Linked DNA regions of Mus musculus: region 2 is linked to region 1. Evidence: chromatin contacts called from public HiChIP or PLAC-seq data. All regions are on one chromosome and are shown on one strand. The core of a region is the stretch at or near the end of the contact, and the rest is flanking DNA. Distances in the headings are between cores, read along the strand shown.

Region 1 (2,940 bases), core at 346-2,845:
AGGTTTCTCCTTAGCTCCATCTATTCCCCAATAGTTAAATGCACACTAAGATACCCTGCTACTTTACAAAGTATTGTTTTACCTCTTTTAATAAAATTTTGGGTCCGGGGAGATGGCTCAATGGATAAAGGCAATAGCTACAAAGCCTGAAAACTTGAATTCAATCCCCAGACCCCCATGGTGGAAGGAGAGAGCCATCCTTTAAAGTTGTCTTCTGGTCTCTACATAACAAATTCATATTCTCTCTCCCACCTCTTGATATAGACAAACAGTCAGACAGAGAGACAGACATTTAATTTGTGTCTCTATATCTAGATCCTCTCTCCCTTTCTCTTCCTCCCTCAAGAAAGCAAAAAAGAAAGTTTTAGCAAGATGGCTCTGTGGGTAAAGGCTCTTGCCATGCAAGCCTGGTGACCTGAGATTGAGCCCTAAAAAGAAAGCCACACAGAGGTGGATGGAGAAAGCTAACTCCACTAAGTTGTCCTGTATACACACAACAAAATCTAAGTAAACAAAATAAAATTTTTTATTTAAGAAAGAAAAGTTTCAGCTAAGTTTACCAAAAACAAGTCAAGTGGAAAGGCTACAATCTGCTCCAGTTTTGTAGTGTTAACTAGCTTTGTAAAATGTCTCCAAGCAGATCTGGTGGTGGCCGGGATTCCAAGGGTAGCCTATGATCCTGAGACCCTACCTCCAAAGGGGTAGGACAAGCAAACAGACATGACTATGTCTTCATGCGTTTGGCAGTGTACAAGGTATTACTAGGAAATAAAGAACTTTATACTACAATAAGCTTGCACGGGCACAGATGTTTCCAAGGCACTGCAAGGGCAAGATCATAGGTCTCAGAACAAACAAAACACTCTCTCCATTTCAAACCTGGCAACAAATGCAGAACAAGAGAGCTTTCAGCCCAGCAGCAAGAAGAGCTCACGATCACAATGTTTTGGAGATGCACAGATCACAAGCTAAAAGTGAAGTGAACCGTCCAATTTCACGCCAAGAGATCTTATCACCCACAGATGCATCACCTGAACTCAGAAACCTATAAAAACGCCAACTCGTTTCTCCAGAATCATGCAAAATGCTGATTCTCAACCTACTTAGGGTCAGACTTGGTCTAAAGTCCTGGGGGCGCTTCCTCCTCCTACACTTCAAACAGGGTCAGGACTGCTGGAGTGAGCCCGCCGCCACTCTGTCCCCAGAAGACCGCTGGGGACGACTTGAGGCGCTCGTGGAGAGAACACTGGAGGGAAAACCGAGTCAGAGTACAAGAGGAAGCCCAAGGTGACTCGGACTCACGGTCGCCTCCCGCGCTGGCCCCTCTCCTGTTCCCGAGGCCTCCCCACGCCACCCAAGGTACCTGTCACCCGCCGCGCAGCCGCGGCATCCGCAGTGTTCGCATCCCCCCGGCTGCACATGCCCGGGCCGCGCTTCGTCCACTCCGGTGTCTGCAACGACGCCTGGGCAGGGCGGAGCAGCGGCGATCGCCGGGGAGGCTGCGCCAGTGAGAAGCCGACACGCGCCTTTCCCGCCGCTCCTCACAAGCCGGTTTCTCAAAGCAATAACCCAGTTGCCAGCTGCCCCTGCACTTCCGCTTCCTAGAGGCGAAGGCAGGACGACTTCCGGCTATCGAGTGCGGCGGGGGTTTGCCAGAGAGTCCCGCAGCGGCCATGAAACCGGCATAAGACCCGCCCCTTCTCTCGGCCCCTCCCCTCTCCTGGTTGAGCCAGCTCGCCTCCTGAATTTAAGATCCTAGAAGACCCAGTTCAAGCAGGTGAGCTTCAAGGCGCAGTCCAACCGCCCCGGCAGATAGTTATTTCAACCTTTTTCTCCCTATTTTTATTATTTATTCCTCTCAAGTTAAATAAACGTACACAAACTCAAGACACAAAAAGCAGAAGAAGCTCATGCTGGGCGTGGTGGCACACACCTTTAATCCCAGCACTCGGGAGGCAGAGGCAAACGGATTTGTGAGTTCGAGGGCAGCCAGGGCTATACAGAGAAACCCTGTCTCGAGAAAAAAAAAAAAAAAAAAAAAGGCAGAAGAATCTCTGTGAGTTCAAGGCCCTATCTCAAAAGGAAGAAAAAGTTATAAATTTGTTTTAGAGTATGTGATGTTGGTTAATGCAGAGATCCATAACTAGTCAAACTGACTGAGACTAAATGATCTCAGCTCTGACTGAAACACCTATATCACCACCTCCAAGACCCAAGCAGCATCAGGGGAAAAGAAAGCAAAAAAGACAAAGGTTCTTGCTGCTAAGCTGGAAACCTAAGCTCAATTCCCAGAATACACCGCAAACGCCAGGCACGGGCTGCGGAGATGACTCAGTAGACAAAGTATTTGCTGCCCAGATGTGAAGACTACAGTTCAGATCTCCAGGACCCCTGTAGAAATTGTAGTAATAGCTACCTGTAATCCCAGTTCTCAGGAGGCAGAGACAATTCCTCTGGCAAAGTGGCTAGCCACACTAGCCAGAATTCTTGAGCTCAAGAATTCTACCTCAATAAATACCGAGTGACTGGGGAAAATACGAAGTGTCAATTGAGCTTGTGTGCAGGCACACACATATATTCATACATACACACACACACAGGCATACATACGTGCATGCACACACACACATACACACACACACACATAACATACTAGCCAAGTAAACACTGGAGGTAGAGACAGGCAGAACTTTGGGTCTTACTGGCCAGCAAGCTACCAGCCAAATGGGTGTGGTTCAGACTAGTGAGAGACACTCTCAGAAAACCAAACTGGACATTGTCCTGAGAAATGACAGCTGAGACTAATCTTTAGCTTGCACACCCATGCACACACATGTGTACCAAATTGGAGACACTGACTTGCACACATGTGTGCCAACCTGGAGACACTCACACAGAGAAGAAAGAGAGAGAACGCAAGCACTGACCGTTACTCCAAAT
Region 2 (3,065 bases), core at 88-2,587, 420 kb before region 1:
TTGGACCCAATTTATTATCCCTCAGTTACCTCAACTGTAAAATGGCCAGAGTTTATATTGACATGGTTCCGTTAAGGAATAGATCAGTTCATGAGTCAAGGACAGAGTTAGATAATGATAAAGATAGTAATATGGATGATGATGATGAAGATGGTGATGATGGTGATGATGGTGGTGGTGGTTGTACTTCATCAAGTCTGAGATGCTGAGTACTGCAGGGCTCTAGGAATTAACCTAACTGGGGTAGCATGGGAATGAGGAAATGGCAGACCCACAGGCACACAGACAGAAAAGCTGGGCTCAAGTGTTTTCTGACAGAGAAGCTGCGGCACCATGGAAGCCGCATTTCCATGTTCTTGCTATCCACAGTTGAACAAGCAACCAATGATGGCATACAGGTAAACAAGAATTGGGCTCGTTATATCCCTCTGAACAAGGAGGCAGCTTAGCTTATCCTTGCAGGGAAGCGGTTTTCGGGCCACACACAAACACCTGGAGAGATAAAGCCAGTGGTGGATACTTTCTCACGTACTGTCAACACTTGAACTCAGCCCCTGAAGGGTTTCTTTTTTGCCTCACATGGGGTGTAGGGTTCCTTGACATGGCAATGTCCATGTCAAACAGGTGTCAAACAGTACACATTCACTCGGGACTTACCTCTCTCCCTACACACAGACATAAAGAGTAGCAGAATGAAAACTCCGATTCATTCGAGTCAGTCCCTGTTCTCATATATGCCACCTCCTTTTCCCAGTGTCATGTAGTTTCAACACGTTTCTCCTCTCTTATTACTCCCTAGGCAGCTCGATGCAAGCCCCGCCCCACCCACCACAAGCCCCGCCCCACCCACCACAAGCCCTGCCCAGCCCAGCCCACCATGTTCTTATTCACTTTTTTTTTAAAGGCACCTTTGCATATGACCTCTGCACAGCCCCAGGATGATGAGCTGCGTGCTGCTGGGGAGGCGCACTGCTGTGTGAATAACCAGAAACTCTCACATCCGCAACATCTGGCCCCTGCAGCGCTCGGAGGAGCTAATGAAATATTCAGAGGCTGGCCGCTACAAATTGGGATGCAGAGGTCTCACCCTCCCTTGGCTTTCAATTTCCTTTTTTCGGAGTTTAGTTCTCCAATATCAATTTCTGTTTGTGATAAATATTTAAGCACTCCGCCTGCCAGGCTCGCAACACAGGGGTGCTCCAAGCTATGAAGCCCCAGAGCCTCTGGCCACTCGGCCAGCCGACCTGGATCACACGCAGGGAAGATTGCCAGAAGGACTCTACTCTGTATCCCTACAACAACTGAAAAAAGATCTCACCCTTAGGCTTGTCCTCTGTGTCCAATCAAAGACTGCAACTCTCATCACACTGTCTTCTAACCCATCCCACTGCCCAGCCAAAGACTGATCTAGGGCCCAGCAGGACATCAATATGCGGATATCAAAGCAGTTAGACCAAGACCAACAGAGAAGCCTGTTGCAAAACTAGAGTAACCTGGGAGCAGAGCCCTCGGAGGCTGCTCTGCGGCCTGCATACTCTGTCCATTCTCCCAAGGATTCTCACTGTTCCCTGGCTTTACCCAGCCAACCCTGCTTCTCCTTTACCTCTCCTCCTCTTTTTTTTTTTTTTTTTTTTTGAAACAGTTTCTTGTTTCCCACTAACGCCTCAAACTCACTATGTAGTCAAGGATGGCCTTGAACCTCTGATCCTCCTGTCTCTAGTGGGAGAAGGGGCCTGCTTCTAATGTACTTATTGATGTGAGCATCAAATAACGTGGAGGGAAGGACTGACTGCCCCAGGTTTTTGCTCAGAGCCTCTGCAAGAAAGGATATGGTCTCCCTTGAGAGGAGTTTCCACTGCCAAAATTGAAGAGAACCTACTATCCTCTCTCTGGGACTTCAAGGATGCTAGGCAAATGCTCTACCAACTGAGCTACATCCCCAGCTTCCTCTCTGTTCTTCACGACACAAGTCTCTGATCCTTTAACTTCGGGACATCACTCTGGGCCTTATGAGGCTCTTGGAGTTTGTGATATGGGGATGGGGGGGTGGGGTAACATCCGTAGAACTTTATCTATGTGGCACTGCGGTTATCAATATCCCTGTGTCTTCCAGGTGCTGACCAGTCTTCCAGCCAACCAGTGGTTGTGAACAGCATGCAGACAGCCCTTCAGGCAGTAGACTCCAGGGCCTGCTTGCCAGTCAACTGTTCTCACATTCTCCCAGAAGAATTTGGCTCACCAGCTGTTTCCTTTGCCTCTCCTTGACCAAAAAAAAAAAAAAAAAAAAAAAAAAAAATCAATGACACCAGAATTGTATTGATTAGGGCACTTTGAGGCTCTGTTTCTCCTCTCAGCCTTCCAAAACAGGAAGCAGTCAGCCAGAGGAGCTCCAGAGGACCCCATGGGTTGGCTCTTTTAGGGCTAGCTGTTCTTGCCTCTGCCAGTCCCACAGTTCCCACTTAAATGAAATGATGCCTGGCAACAGTTTCCAGCATGGGCCGGGGCCGGGGGGGGGGGGGGGGGCATTCCAGTGCGCGCAAACCCATATGGCATAAACTGCAAAGAGACCCTCTCTCCAGGCCAATCCCTGCAGTAAGTCTGAAAGAAAACCCTGAGCTCAGACAACTCTGACCCTCAGAGAAGGCTTCCTTGTCCTGCACTTGTCCACACTGACTTTTGCAGTCTCTTCAATGCTCTGCAGCCACTGCTGAGGCGGCTGACACATCCCAGCAATTAGCTGTACGCCCCCAGGAAAAGGCGGCAGTCTGCACGTGTCTAACACATCTTGATAAAGCCATCTGCAGACGAAGGAAAGTTTACACAGGTGTCAGCACCGTTTACAGAGAAAGTTTACGGGGGCGTACGAAGCTGCATGGGCACCCACAGATGCCTGAAAAGCAAGTGGCCACAGGGTTTCTCGTTTGGATGTCCAGGGGCAGGGGATTGGAGGCGGGGGGGGGGGGTGGTGGTGCGGGGAGCGCCGCTGGATGGGAACAAAGAGAAAACAAGCACACCGTTGCAGCCAGATGGTGTGGTCCCCAAGCCATTTGCTGCTCAGATGGACA

Evidence for each region. HiChIP or PLAC-seq counts read pairs in DNA pulled down with a chosen protein or histone mark.
Region 2: a contact with region 1 is called in an H3K27ac HiChIP or PLAC-seq map of embryonic stem cells, with 4 times the contacts expected there. The contact joins the enhancer-like site here to the promoter of Uggt1 in region 1. A contact is called at or near these places in 1 of 39 promoter capture datasets (the C10 cell line), 2 of 15 datasets of contacts at CTCF or cohesin (embryonic stem cells and pro-B cells), 10 of 484 Hi-C or Micro-C datasets (B cells, the HL-1 cell line, double positive thymocytes and 4 more), 3 of 115 datasets of contacts at active chromatin or transcription factors (embryonic stem cells and stem cell-derived neural progenitor cells) and 2 of 9 other capture datasets (adipose tissue and embryonic stem cells).

Annotation. Positions count from the first base shown.
Region 1 is chr1:36,242,707-36,245,646 of GRCm38.p6, forward strand. It overlaps Uggt1 (UDP-glucose glycoprotein glucosyltransferase 1), which reads right to left and starts at 1,596. Exons shown (of 41, transcript NM_198899.2): 1 at 1,364-1,596. The coding sequence starts at 1,421. It overlaps Gm39625 (a long non-coding RNA gene), which reads left to right and starts at 1,603. Exons shown (of 2, transcript XR_865343.3): 1 at 1,603-1,777.
Region 2 is chr1:35,821,609-35,824,673 of GRCm38.p6, forward strand. No RefSeq gene overlaps it. Among named protein-coding and RNA genes, the nearest start is that of 1110002O04Rik, 47 kb to the right of the region's middle. Within about 2 kb of position 1,338, at least 13 of the 459 cell types and tissues checked have an H3K27ac peak or open chromatin away from gene starts, as enhancers often do. A contact at or near this core is called in embryonic stem cells, where this site is marked.